3 separate regions of the Mus musculus genome follow, and regions 1 and 2 are each linked to region 3. A link is a contact called in public promoter capture Hi-C data. All regions are on one chromosome and are shown on one strand. Each heading gives the region's core, a stretch centred on a gene start, on an enhancer-like site or on the middle of the called end of the contact. The rest is flanking DNA. Distances are from core to core; before and after follow the strand shown.

Region 1 (4,364 bases), core at 140-2,639, 660 kb after region 3:
CACCCTCAGGGAGCAAGGGTATGACATCCACGCCCCCGTCTCCAGAGGCCAGAGTGGCTCTGGAAAGCAGAACCCTGGTGCCCGTCACAGGCCAGGCAGAGGCCGAGGGACGAGAAAGGGTGAACAAGAGGGTACAGAGATTCCCCACTCGCACACCCCCTACCCCCAATTTAGCGAGCTGCGGCCCCAAAGGGGACCAAAGAGGCTGGCCTGGCGACTCGGCAGGAAGTTCCCAGGACCGCACTGAGCATGCTCTGGGGGAGTGTGTACGCGGGTGTCGCCCTTACATCCCGCAGCCTCTGCCATCTCCCAGTCGTGGGTGCACGCCGGCAGGATCGCGGCCGGGGCGGGCTGTCCCTAAGGCTCTCTAGGTTACGAAGGGTCTTCTTGACCTTTCAGCCTGGAGCTTTGGATCTTTATATCCCTTCTCCCCAGGGACCTGGGGTCCCACTCTTCATTCTTCCTTCCAACTGGCTCAAGGCACATCTCACGCTGAGCTCTCGGATCCCCAGGACCCTAGCCCGGCCCACGCTGGCATCCTGGTTTCTGGTTTCATCGCGGTCCCAGCGTCCAAAATGCCAATCTCAGCTTCTCGCCTCCAGCCCACGCCACCCGAGCCCCTTCTGGACAGTTCCTTGGAAGCCTAAAAGCCTCAGAGGCTAGAGAAGATCTTCGGGGTCCCATGAGAGGGGATGCCTCTGAGCAGGTGGTGGACCCTCCAAGCGGGTCCCTCGGTTGTACTCTGGGGTTCCCACCCCCGTCCCAAATCAAACACGGCCAGAACATCCACCCACGCAGCCCCCGGTGTCAGCGTTGGGCCGGATAAGGGCTGCCTCATCTCCCCTAACATCCCCCACGCGTCCCCCCGCGATCCACAGTCCGTGCATCTCCCCGAAGGGGGATGGCGAGCTTCTGAATCGATCGCTCGACCCTGCAGCAGCTCTTACCTGCTAGTAGGGGAGCAGCAGAAGCACCATCAGTAGCAGTCGGGTTCACTCTCCAGCAGCCTTGCTCCAGGAACAGAGGTCCCAGGCACAGCCAGGAGCGGGGTCAGAGCGCCCCCTGAGACTGAGATGCGGCTACCTGGGCTAGATCGAGCCTGGGGCCGCCGCCGCCACCGCGGGAGCCGCAGGGCTGCCGGGCGAGCGGGCCTCGGCAGGGACGGTCTGAAAACTACCAGCCCTGTCGGGGCCGTGCGCAGCGCGTCCACCTTCCGCCCCTAGACGCAAGCAGGGACGTTCCTCCTGAGTCCAAACGATCAGGACAGAATGGTTAGGAGATCTTTTCGAGGTTTCTGCTACCCTTCCCGGATCGACCTACCCAACTTCTCTCAGCTTCTAGGCTCGCGCCGCTCTCCAAGGCAAAGGGATTCCGGGCCACGGACGTTCCGCAAATTCCCCGCCCACCCCGGCAGAGCGCTCAGCCAATTCGGAACGCCTCGGCTTCTCGGGGATCGTCTGCAAACTCTAGACCCTGTACAGGAGGACTTGAAGCCGCTCCATTCCGCAGCCCAAGGAGAAACAGGCAGAGAGCTAGACCGAGGGAGCTGAGTAAATAATACTCTAGCAAGGTCAGGGGCAGGGTACAATTACTGTTACATACAGTGCATTCTCCAGAGTGATGGTCTCTGGGCCTCCTCAGGACAGGGACCTTTCAGGAGTGAAACCAGTGGGGAGGAGATGGCGGGCTCAACTGTTTAGGGGGTCTTGCCAACTTTTAACAAACGCCCTGAGCTCCATTTTTATACTTTATAGAGTAGATTGGCAAAAACAGTAGGAATTTCTGTCCCGTGTCTTTTTTTTTTTAACTGAACAGATTTGTATTTGTTTATTTTGTGATGGGGGGGGGGGGGGGTGGTGCAGTCTTACCTAACCCAGACTGGCCTCGATGAACTTGCTTTTAACAGAGCATACCCTCGAACTCTGGATCTTCTTGCCTCCATCTCCTGAGTACAGGAATTACAAGCATCACACCCTTGGCTTTGGTGACCCTGAGCAAGTCATTTATCCGGATCCTCTTAGCGGCTCTATTAATGAGGGCAATAACGGCTGCTCCATGACATTATTGTGAAAATGTAATGAAATATTTGTAAAGGGTTTGGCAGTGACTGGTACACAGTAGGCACACAATTTTTCTAATGTGCTTCTTTTTCTCTGCTCAGTCTGCGTTTTATGAGCAGCCTGGACAGCTTAACACCGTACTCTTGTAAATTCAAACAGAAATAAAACACATCTCCTGCCCTGAGGGCACCACAATGAAACACTGACTAGCAAGCAATATTCAATCGGCCACCCTCCAGGGAGCTGGCCGTGCATTTACATCACGGAGCATTATAGATCCTGGTTAAGTGTTGTCTGGAATGGAAGGAGGGTGGACTGATGGATTACCCGGGGTGTAAATGACAGGAAGTTCTGCTCCTGTGAGCCATCGCTATATCCAGTTACAGTAGAAGGGTTTATCCTGCAGAATTTCTTCAACCTTGTTTCACAGCTCCGTTCTTAGGCTAATTTCACCCTAACTTGCCCCCCTCCACATCCCCGGCAGAATTATTTTAAACCTGGGGATTATAGAATTTTGGATTTTTTTTTTTAACACTAGAAACAATTTAGTTCCTCTTCTGCGTTTTGTGAAGTAGCCCTCTCGGCTACACAGCCAGTGAGTAAGAGCTCTTGACACCCAGGTCCTTCATAGAACACACCTGTGGTGTTGTCTCCTGCTTGGAGCACCCTGGGAATGTACACAAATGAAATCAGCCCTTCTTTAACATCCACCTGGAGGAAGAGGCTGGGCTACTTCTGGATCAGAAGAGCTTCCAGGTGTCAGAGACAGTCCAAGTGGGGTCCAAGGACACCGAGGAAATTGGGGTGCACAGGATGAGCTTTTCTGGAAACCCTAGGAATATTCTGAGGCATTCTTCCTTGCAAGCCAAAAAAAGTGTCTCAAGAAAAATGGTGACATCTGGTGGCCAGGACTTTCTGTGCTGGTTATAGATTATAATCATAATAGATTCTTTAGAAAGCCAAGTCCCATGGACCAGACCGTTCCTAACTGTACCAACCTGGTTGTCTGAAAGACATTCATCACTTAAACTTTATAGAGGATATTCTATATAGTTATTTCAGATTCTTTAACCCAAAGCACATACATATATAAAGAAATAAAATATGATATAAGTAAAATAGTAAATTCATATGTACACATATGCATAATCTCTCTTATCTATTCTTTTCATTTACATAAATATATTGCATGTTCTTAGGGAGAAATTAATATTACTTCAATTGTTCTTTCGATAGAGTAAAAGCATTAATTTACTGGAGCTGGGGAGATGCTTCAGTCAGTAGAGTGCTTGCTTGTGTGATCAGGAAGACCTGAATTCCATCCCTAGAACCCATATGTAAAGAACCAGGCTTTGTGGAGCATGCTTGTAATCCCAGCACTGGGGCCCAGGAGACAGATGGATCCCTGTAGCTTGCTGGCCAGCAAGCATAGCCAACTTGGAGGGTTCCAGGTAAAAGTAAGTGAACCTGCCTCAATAAATAAAGTGGGCATCTATGAAATAACACCTAAGGTTGACCTCTGACCTCCACAGGAACATGTACATACCAAGGGACTGAATATACTATCTGAATAATTGCAAAAGGGACTCTTCCTTGCAGAGAGGACAGTGGTGGCAAAATGAACTAGTGGTGGCTAGTTCATCCCCAGAACCAATAAAAAAAGTTGATCTCAAATCAGCCACACCCCAGCCTGGACGGTGACTTCCTCGAAGTTATCTAGTCTGCGTATATTAACCCTTCGGTGAATCTAATCTATATACCCTGGTGTCTCCCAAGACCACAGGGCCCTGTGCAATTGGGGCAGAATTCTAGTTTCCTCTTATTGCTATGACTAATGCCATGAGCAAATACAGCTTTGTAGGAAAGAGCTCATTTGGCTTATACTTCCAGGTTGCAAATCATTACAGAGGGAAGTCAGGGTAGGAACTCAAGACCATGGAGGAACACTGCTTGCTGCCGAGCTCTCTGGCTTGATCATAGGCCCATGTTACCCAGGGTTGGTGCTGCCCCGCTGTGGGTTTGGCCTTCCCATATCATTCATTAATCAAGACAATCTCTCAAGTATGTGACAACGTCCAACCCAGTCCAGGCAATTCCTCAGTTGAGGTTCCCTACTCTTAGGATGTATCATCAAGTTGACAATAAAAACCAGTTGGCACACTACACATATACACACCAATACATCCTGTTGGAAGATTCAGAAGAGGGTGATAGGAACCTCAAATGAGGGTCCAGTGACCCCTCCCCCTTCACCTCCTCTTTCTATGAGAGATCCTCAACAGTCAAAAGGCCTGCTCTCAAGGG
Region 2 (4,670 bases), core at 428-2,927, 960 kb before region 3:
ACCGTCCCCACAAAATGTGTACTACCCCTCACGCAAATATAGAAAATAATTCTTTTGAAAGCGTGCTGTCATGATATATTAGGCAAGCCCTGTCTGGGCATTCAAATAGAAACATTGACAATATAACAGGCTACAAAATCATACAACTACTGGCATTGGATTTTCATATTTTAGCTGAAAGTATGTAGTGTGCAGATTATTTAAATGTTGGAATTATCTGGATTGGATTAGTTGTAAAAGAAAGAATGTGGACCACTGCAGTTTGATCGATTCCATCTGGGGTACCTGGGCATCTGCATGAGACCCATTCCTATAGCGGTCTCCCAGGAGTCACTGGCCCAGGGCAAACTGGGACCAGTAGTAGATCCCTGCAGGCTGTCTGTGAAGAGAAAAATACACACTCTGCTTTAAGAGAGGTGGAGGCAGACATGGGTTCCCTCTGGGTACCAACAACTGTCTGGACATGTTTCTTCTGTGGGGAGAAGCCAGCATTCAGAAATAGTTCTATTTTCTCTCCAGCCTCCCCTCCTTCCCCACCTCCCTCCTCTCCACTTCCTTAGGGACTACTCAGAACATCTAAAGAGGACTTCAAAGCTTGTGTGCAAACAATGCAGCCTTGACCACAGGTGCCTTCCTCATCATCACCAAAGAGCGATTTTGAGAGACTCCCCAGAGGAGAAGCTTCTAATGGTTTAAGCGCCAGTCTGCCCACCACGCTTCCCATGGCAGACTCAGACTGTAGTCTACGGAGCACACTCCTTCTCTGTTCTCTGCTGCAGTAGGTCTCCCCCAGATACTAGCAAAGTCTCTAGGTATTATGTCCTCCCAACACATGCAAGTGAACAGCTAGAGTGGACCCCATGGACAACCAAGGATGTCTGGGCACAAACTGGCGAAGTTAACCTTGCGGACTAACTATTGGGATCATCTCCAGCTGGCACTGGCATCATCGGTCAGCTTTAGACAAAGACAAAGCCGGGCAGCACTGAAGTGTCATTTGATCCTACGGACCAGCCCTCATTTTCACCACAGTTGAGGTCGGATGAAGTGCTGCCATGAAACTGAGCCCAGGGCAGGTCTAGCCACAAGAGATGACAGCTCTTTATCACACGAGGGACCCATGCCAACAGCCGTGCAACATCTGTGCATCAATTAGCAGCAAAGACATCCCTCCTGGGGTGAGGGAACAACAGAACGTTAGAATTGTTCTTCCTCTTTCCATCTGTGCTTCCTGAGGCCCACAGAGCCACAAAGAGGACACCCCACAGATGGTTTGGGGTGCCACAATTACTGTTCTTTCTACAATAGTCTAACTCGCTCAACTTCAAAGAAAGTAACCCCTGCTGGTTAATGACAGCTAAGCCGAGGAAGCAAACAGCAAAGGAGAGATAGCTCTGGAGAGACAGTTCTGGTTTTGTTAGCTGTTGGCCACTAGGATTTAGTGAGACTCTTCCATTCCAATAATGAGCCATTTGTGGAAGCCTTCACGGAGCTTGCCTGTGTTGTCCCCCCCCCCACAGCCCCGAAACCTCCACCCCAACCCACCCCCACACAAACACATAAAGAAGATCTACTTCAACAGAGGATGGCCCTCCACATCAGATGTTCCCCTCTGGAGCAAGCAGGGTCTCAGACCACAGACTGTAGTGGGTTTGCCTCGACACCAGAGGGCGCCCTGTGGTCATGTTTCCCTCTAGGTTACGTGACTTCTGAGTTTGACAAAAACCAAGAGCCAAGCGCCAAGCACAGAGGGATTGCTTGTTTTGTTTTCTTTTGCTTTGTTTTGCTTTGCTTTGCTTAAATAGTCCTCTTGGGATAACATCAGACTCTCATCCTACACAATTATTTTGCTTTGAACAATGTCCTTTGACCCATGCTGTTGGGAACCCTAACAGAGAAACGCTTTTCTACGCACATCGCTCTTTCGTTATGACAGTTGTTTGTTTGCTAACTGCTTGTTTCAGAATGACGACTCAGATCGCCTCAACTGCAGGCTGCAGGGGAGAAAAGTTTCTCACCAGCCCGTCAGGGCTCACAGGACTAACAGGACTGACCTAGGCGTGGCTTTCCCACCCCGACCCTCTCACCCTCATCCCCCACCCGCATCCTCCCACCCCACATCCCATCGGCTCTTTAGCGTGTGTACTTTCGTCACCCACCTTCTTCCAACAAAGGCCTAACCAGTTCTGATGCTCTACGTTACTGAGAAAGTCTGTCCTCACTCCTGGAGTGGCTAGATTTGGTCATTCCTATAGCCAGAAGCTTCATTTGCAAGCAGAGTGGCTAAGGCAGACAGACCCATGAACTTGAATTTTGTTTTTGTATAATGCTGTGGTCCATCAAAATAAACGAAGGGTCCCTCTGGGGCCCTGACCAGCTCTTTCTTCTTTGACTTTTCTCAAGTCACACACCACACTTGTGCTTTTGCTTCAGGCAGAGTCTCATGGGGCTCAGGCTGGCCTCCAGCTCACTGTGCAGCACACAGTGATCTTTCTTGCGTTTTACATTTTTCCTGCGCATGGGGTTCTGGGCATGTGTGTGCTACAGTACATGTGTGGAGGTCAAAGAACAACTGGCATGCATTAGTTCACACCTTTCACCATGTGAGCAAGCCCTGGCAACCAAGGAGTCAGGTTTGGCAACAGATGCTCAAGGATGACCTTGACCACGTAAATCCTCCTGCCTCTACTTCCAAGTGCTGAAATTGCAAGCGTGCACCACCGCACACGGGTAACCAATTTCTGGGATGGAACACGGCATTTCAGTTACAAGCTAGGTGATGACTCTGATTAACCCACATCCCCGGCCCACACCACCACCTTTTTGACAGTTACTTTCCTACACAGCCCTTGACATTTTGCACTAAGCCTTTCTAGTGCACTGTCTCTCTAGAATCTAATAACCTGGTCAGCATTTCTCTCATCCACCCATTCAAAGCTGATAGTCTATTCTGTTTCCCCGTGTCTGGCATGTCCCTTCATTTTAGATATACTTTTACTATTTATAATTGATTACTCCTTTATCATATTGTACCAGAATGAGTACCCAGAGGAGAGGGCTACCTAGAGCATGGCGGCTGGGAACTGTCCTGAAATCTTTGCATCTCCGAAGCTTCACGGGGCCCCTGACACAGAGCGAGCGTTTCATAAATGTTTGTGAGTTTGGACTACTTGCACCCATTTGACACAGATAAGGTAATTGAGGCACACAAAGGGGCTAAGTAATGCCGTATCCACTGTTCGAGGGAACTGACAAGTACCTGCAGGACAGATCAATAAACAGAGGGAAAATGTTCCTACTCTGGAGCAGACATCCTGATAAACACAGCAGAGAGGTGAACCCACCAAAGAGCAGGATGCGATCCAGAAGCCCCGATTCTCACCGTGACCACTGGGTCCTACACACCTCTGGCCCTAGCACAGTGGTCCTCAACCTTCCTAATGCTATGACCCTTGAATACAGTTCCTCATGTTGTGGTGACCCCAAGCCAAAACATCGTGGTTTGCTACCTCATAACTGTAAGTTTACTATGGCTGTGAATCATAACGTAAGTACCTGGTACATGACCTATGTGGGAGGTCACAACCTACACTCTGAGAGCACTGTCAATATATGCCCTCACCCACTTCCTTAGTGGGAAAATGTCACCTCCATATTTGCAAAGTCATTACACACACACACACACACACACACCTCAACATGATGTGAGAAACACAGAAGTGAGAAACCATCACGTTACATGTACAAATGGAATGAAGGGCAGCACTGAGTGAAGCCATTTCCTAGGCCGAGTCTGAAGGAGCAGAAGGTAGGGAACAAGAGGACGAGGAATGACAATCAATAACAGCCCAGAGACTACAACGTGAGCTGGTCAAGTGCTAGCCTTGCCTGGTGTTCAAACCCTAGAAGCCATGAAAAAGAGCCAGGTGAGGCAGCACATGCTTACAACCCCCCAAGCTGGGGAACAGAGACAGGTGGATTTGGGGGATCACGGGCCAGTTGACATCACCTACTTGGCTAATTCCTGAACAATAAGAGACTGACTCAGGAAGAGAAAAATGAGACAGTGGACAGCCAATGACAAACAGCAGCCAAGGTTGTTCTGTGTCTTTACATCACACACAACATGTACACATGCACGTGTGTGCTCATGCACGCACACACACATATGCATGCATGCATATGCACACAAACATGAATTCATGCATGCATGTGCCCATGTACACACACACACACACACACTGATACTGCACACACTTATAAAATACATCATACAAATATACACAGATATATACTGTACATACACCCATATGTGCATCATTCTCACACACATACAAATATATATGCACACACACACAAATATGCACCTTGCACACACACAAACACATGCACTGTACATACATAAACACACATACAGATACACTGTACATGCATGTAAATGCACAGACTATGTACACACATACAAAATACATCATTCTGACACACACACAAACACATACCTTACAGGCACACACCTTACACACATACATACATACATACATACATACATACATACATACATACATACATATAAACAGGCACAAATTACATAGGAGAAATAAAGGAGCAAGCATAACATATGTGTTCTCAGAGAATAGTATCAGGAAGCAGGAAGACAGCTTTTCCCACGG
Region 3 (4,469 bases), core at 1,825-4,324:
GCGTCCATTCCCCTAGCCTCCTTTTCCTACACAGCCCAGTCATCTGGCTATGTGCTCTCTCTGCTCTTTCCCTCTGTTCCTACCTCTCATGGCCAGTTCAGTCTGCTGGCCCAGTTTAGTCTGACCTCTTCCAGTTGACACTCCCTGCTTGCTCCCTCATATTTACAATAAACCACCTTCTCAACCATGCCTAGGATCATTAATGTCCCTATTGTCATTCAATTCTGAGAAGAACTTTTCATCCAAATAATAAAAAAAATAAGGCTTAAGAAACTTTAAATTCGCATTTATTTCTTGCATTTGATACTCTGATGAAACCCATCACTTTATGATGAGAATTCTAGACAGGCCTACCCATTCCTAGTTATTGTCATCAACCTTAATCAGGTTAATTTGATGCCAGCACAAAGTACCTTCCTTCACCAACCTGACATACATAGGCTTATCACAATTGGATATAAGCACACAACGGTGTGCTTGGTGCTTGCTAAGGCTTTGGCAGCTTAGTGTATGCCATATGTTAGGCCATCATGGCCTAAGGTAGTCTTCGGCATCTCTTGTGAAGCAGTGCTGGCATCCACTACACTTTTAGCATCAATGCTTCCTCAGCCATGGCAGTGAATTATGGATGAAGCCAAATCTTAAATGTACCTGAGCCCACAGCAGGGAAAGGGCTTATTTTTATTTTTTTAAGATTTATTTATTTATTATATGTAAGTACACTGCAGCTGTCTTCAGACACACCAGAAGAGGGAGTCAGATCTCATTACGGATGGTTGTGAGCCACCATGTGGTTGCTGGGACTTGAACTCAGGACCTTCAGAAGAGCAGTTGGGTGCTCTTACCCGCTGAGCCATCTCACCAGCCCGGGAAAGGGTTTATTTATCTATTGATTTATTTAATGTGCACTGGTGTTTCTCTTGCATGTATGTCTATATGAGGGTGTTAAATAACCTAGAACTGGAGTTTTAGACAGTTGTGAGCTGCCATGTGGGTGCTGAGAATTGAATCTGGGTCTTCTGGAAGAATGTACAGAACTCTTAACCGCTAAGCATCGCCCCAGCACCCCTCAGGAAATTTTAAACTATTTAACCAGGGAAAATGGCCATTTTTCCATTCTAAACACTAATCATTAATGTCTTCTTACCACTCACCCTCCAAGACCATCATTTTCTAACTACCTTCAAAATATCAACTTTACAGTCAATGTGCCCAAAAGAGCACTCTTGATACATATCTTTTCGTTTAGGCATGAACCTGAAGTTTCATAATTGAGCCTTTCCCCTCAGACTTACATTAAGCTCATCTACCTAAATCTAGTTCACTCTATCCAACTAATTACAGTTCCACTTTATGAATCAATGTAAACTGCTTACTTCATTTTACCACAATGTAACAACTTAAACCAAACAATCCTTGCACCATAGGATCAAAAGCTCTTGCCACTTTAAGCAGCAGTGCTTTCTAAATATGGTCTTCTGACCTGCTGGCATCTGTATTACCTGGGACCATGTTAGAAAAGCAAATTTGGGGATTGGACCTAAAACCTAATGGGAAACACTGAGAACCGAGACCAGCAGGTTCTGATGCACAGTCAAGTTGGAGAGTTTTTAGTCAAGTGCACCAACTCTCGACGCCTCTGCCTTGGCTTTGGAAACTGATCTCACTGTATCATTTTTATTTATTTCCCAGTGATAATTCCTCACTTACTTGTCTCGAAATGTCAGTCCCTTCTCATGTTTAACCAAACCCTGAACCATTTTCCCTTTCCTTTCTTAAGGCAGTACCTCTTAGATTGCTCAGGCTGGTCTTAATTCCTTAGCTCAAGTGATCCGCCTCAGCCTTGCCAGTAGTCACTATTATACACAGGTGCCACGTCACCCAGCTTCCATTTCCCTCCCCAATTTCAAAGCAGGCATTTCCTATCTTTTCCCTACAAAAATGTCTCCAACAATTTTGTAGTCCACGTTTTCCCTACTTAACTAGTTCTTTGTAGTTAGTACCAACTGGCTTACATTTTAACTATTTGTTGGAGTTTTTAAAAGGTATATAGATTTCCCTGATCTTAGGATAGTTCAGGGCACACAGTACTTCCTCATAAAGTCTTGCTAGTGTGTTAAGTCTTACTGACTCGATGAAGTGTGGGGATGGGAACACAAGTCAAACTACTATTTCAAAGATCTTTTATATCTTCCTATGCCACCAACTGATATGAGAGCCACACATTTGTAAAGCCTACAAGCACTGCAACAATAACCTCAATAGCTAGCTATCAAGCCAACAAACTTAGTTTTCAACTCACTCAGGTGATAAAACATGTTCGCCTTAATGCAGTTGTTCATCTGAATTTGACAAGCTCGGGAAGTCTGGGCACAGGACCAAGTTTAAAATGTAACGCTGTGAATCAAAACATTCCAAAGACGTATGTAAACATACTATTTATAAGTATGAAATAGTAGAATTTTAATTTTTTAATTTCTCGAAGACAGGATAACGATGGTAAGAGGATGACAGATGAACAGTCATCGGTACGCTAAAAGTCTCTTCCAATAAACACAGGAAGAAAACACAGCAGCTGCTTAGCTGACGGCTTTGATGACAACTGAGGCAAATTGACATGAAAGCATAAGACCCGGGGACGACCTCGGAAATGGTTTTCTGTGCCAGGGAAGTGATCTGGAAGTCAACACAACTTGTTTTAAAGGCGGAGTCTGAAGGTTGGTCTGACCTGTCTGTATGATTGATGCGGAAAAAGCCAAAGTTGCCGTGGCGCGGAAGAAGAGACGAAGCGTGGGCGTCTCCCTCCGAACCAGCGTCACCTGTGTGATGCCGCCCGGGGCCAGACAGGACCAAACACACTACTCACCTCTCCCACTCCGAGGCTGTGGTGAAGTCTGTGATCTCAAACACTTCGGACTCGGGCTGCGGGGACAGAGAAGAGCACAGACAGTAAGCTGCGGGCCACTGACGTCGGCGGCAGAACTCTGTGACAGAGGCACCCAGGGCGCAGAACTCACCTCACTGTCCGCCGCCATCTTGCGGAGCGGAGCGTCAGGCCCCGCGCGAAGGCTGTCGGGAAGAAGGGAGCTAGGAGGAGGGCACTGAGTGGCCGTGGGCGGGGCCTCGGTGGGTGGTGGGTGGGGCCCCGAAGCGGGCCCGCCTACAAAGGGCCTGCTGGAAGGTGGGAAGACCTTTTTCCTCCAGACAGAAAGATCTTAGTGTGGCATACGCTCTTCTTCAAGGTGGTTTAGTAATATTTTTTTTAAAATTCTGTTGGGGCTAGAGGGATAACTGTGCAGTTAAGACTACCCGCTGCGCTTTCACAAGACCTATGTTCGATTTCCAGCACCTGCATAGCAGTTCACAACCATTTGTGATTTCAGTCCAAAGGGATCCTGTACCTGCTTCTGGCCTCGACTGACACCAGGCATGCACGTGCTGCACAAACAGATTTACATGCTGACGAAACACTCATGCACATGAAATAAAATTAACAAGTATTGTTTAAAGAATTAAAAGTAAAAATAATAAGAGTATTTTGTAGACTCAAGAAGAGCTGATGAGCCGAGCGTGGTGGCACACACCTTTAATCCCAGCACTCGGGAGGCAGAGGCAGGCAGATTTCTGAGTTCGAGGCCAGCCTGGTCTACAAAGTGAGTTCCAGGACAGCCAGGGCTACACAGAAAAACCCTGTCTCGGAAGAAAAAAAACAACCAAACAAACAAAAAACAACAACAACAAAAAACAAAAACAAACTGATGAACATTTTGAAATTGTTACATGACATTCACATCCACAGATGTATTGGGCTACATTCATAAATATCTTGGGGCATATGTAGTCCTATATGGCAAAGACCCTAGATATGCATGGTCACAATTGTATTTAAAAACCTCTTTGAGTTTTCATTCAAATGGGTTTTTTTTTAGATTTATTTATTCATTTTATGTATATGATTACACTAGAATGTGTATGAGTATATTTATTTTATGTATATGAGTATACCAGAAAAGGGCATCAGATCCCATTACAGATGGTTGTGAGCCACCTTGTGATTGCTGGCATTTGAACTCAGAACCTTTGGAAGAGCACTCTTAACCACTGAGCCATCTCTCAAGCCCTTGGTTTTGTTCTTGAGATAGGGTTCATAAGCCAGCCTCACACGCCTTGTGGTGAGAAGAGCGAACTGGAATTCTGATCCTCTTGCCTCCTTTTGAGTATCCTGACTGCAGTCATGTAGCACCGTCTTGGATTGTATGGTGTGGTGGTAAAGACAGAAGCGAGGACCATGCATGCTAGGCAAAAGCTCTACCAACAGAACTACATCCTCAGCTCTTGTTCAAACTTTACAACTCATAAACACTGACCAAGATCCTTAAACCCACTGTCTCCTTTCCTAACCCCAGGAAAAGAAAATCTATACAACTAAACTTATTGTTTTAAAAAGCAGCCAGGCATGGAAGTGCATG

The links. Promoter capture Hi-C pulls out the DNA fragments that hold promoters and counts their contacts. Capture Hi-C pulls out chosen DNA fragments and counts their contacts.
Region 1: a promoter capture Hi-C map of adipose tissue shows a contact between it and region 3, with 2.3 times the contacts expected there. The contact joins the promoter of Mgat5 here to the promoter of Rab3gap1 in region 3. A contact is called at or near these places in 1 of 484 Hi-C or Micro-C datasets (muscle stem cells), 3 of 115 datasets of contacts at active chromatin or transcription factors (bone marrow-derived macrophages, memory CD8 T cells and pancreatic cancer cells) and 2 of 9 other capture datasets (adipose tissue and liver).
Region 2: a contact with region 3 is called in a promoter capture Hi-C map of the HPC-7 cell line, with 2.6 times the contacts expected there. The contact joins the enhancer-like site here to the promoter of Rab3gap1 in region 3. A contact is called at or near these places in 4 of 39 promoter capture datasets (the C10 cell line, the HPC-7 cell line and liver), 1 of 115 datasets of contacts at active chromatin or transcription factors (bone marrow-derived macrophages) and 1 of 9 other capture datasets (adipose tissue).

Annotation. Positions count from the first base shown.
Region 1 is chr1:127,202,011-127,206,374 of GRCm38.p6, reverse strand. Mgat5 (mannoside acetylglucosaminyltransferase 5) reads right to left here and starts at 1,389. Exons shown (of 18, transcript NM_145128.3): 1 at 948-1,389.
Region 2 is chr1:128,829,783-128,834,452 of GRCm38.p6, reverse strand. No RefSeq gene overlaps it. Among named protein-coding and RNA genes, the nearest start is that of Gm23056, 54 kb to the left of the region's middle. Within about 2 kb of position 1,677, at least 115 of the 459 cell types and tissues checked have an H3K27ac peak or open chromatin away from gene starts, as enhancers often do. A contact at or near this core is called in the HPC-7 cell line, adipose tissue and bone marrow-derived macrophages, where this site is marked.
Region 3 is chr1:127,867,378-127,871,846 of GRCm38.p6, reverse strand. It overlaps Rab3gap1 (RAB3 GTPase activating protein subunit 1), which reads right to left and starts at 3,074. Exons shown (of 24, transcript NM_178690.4): 1 at 3,018-3,074; 2 at 2,867-2,922. The coding sequence starts at 3,035.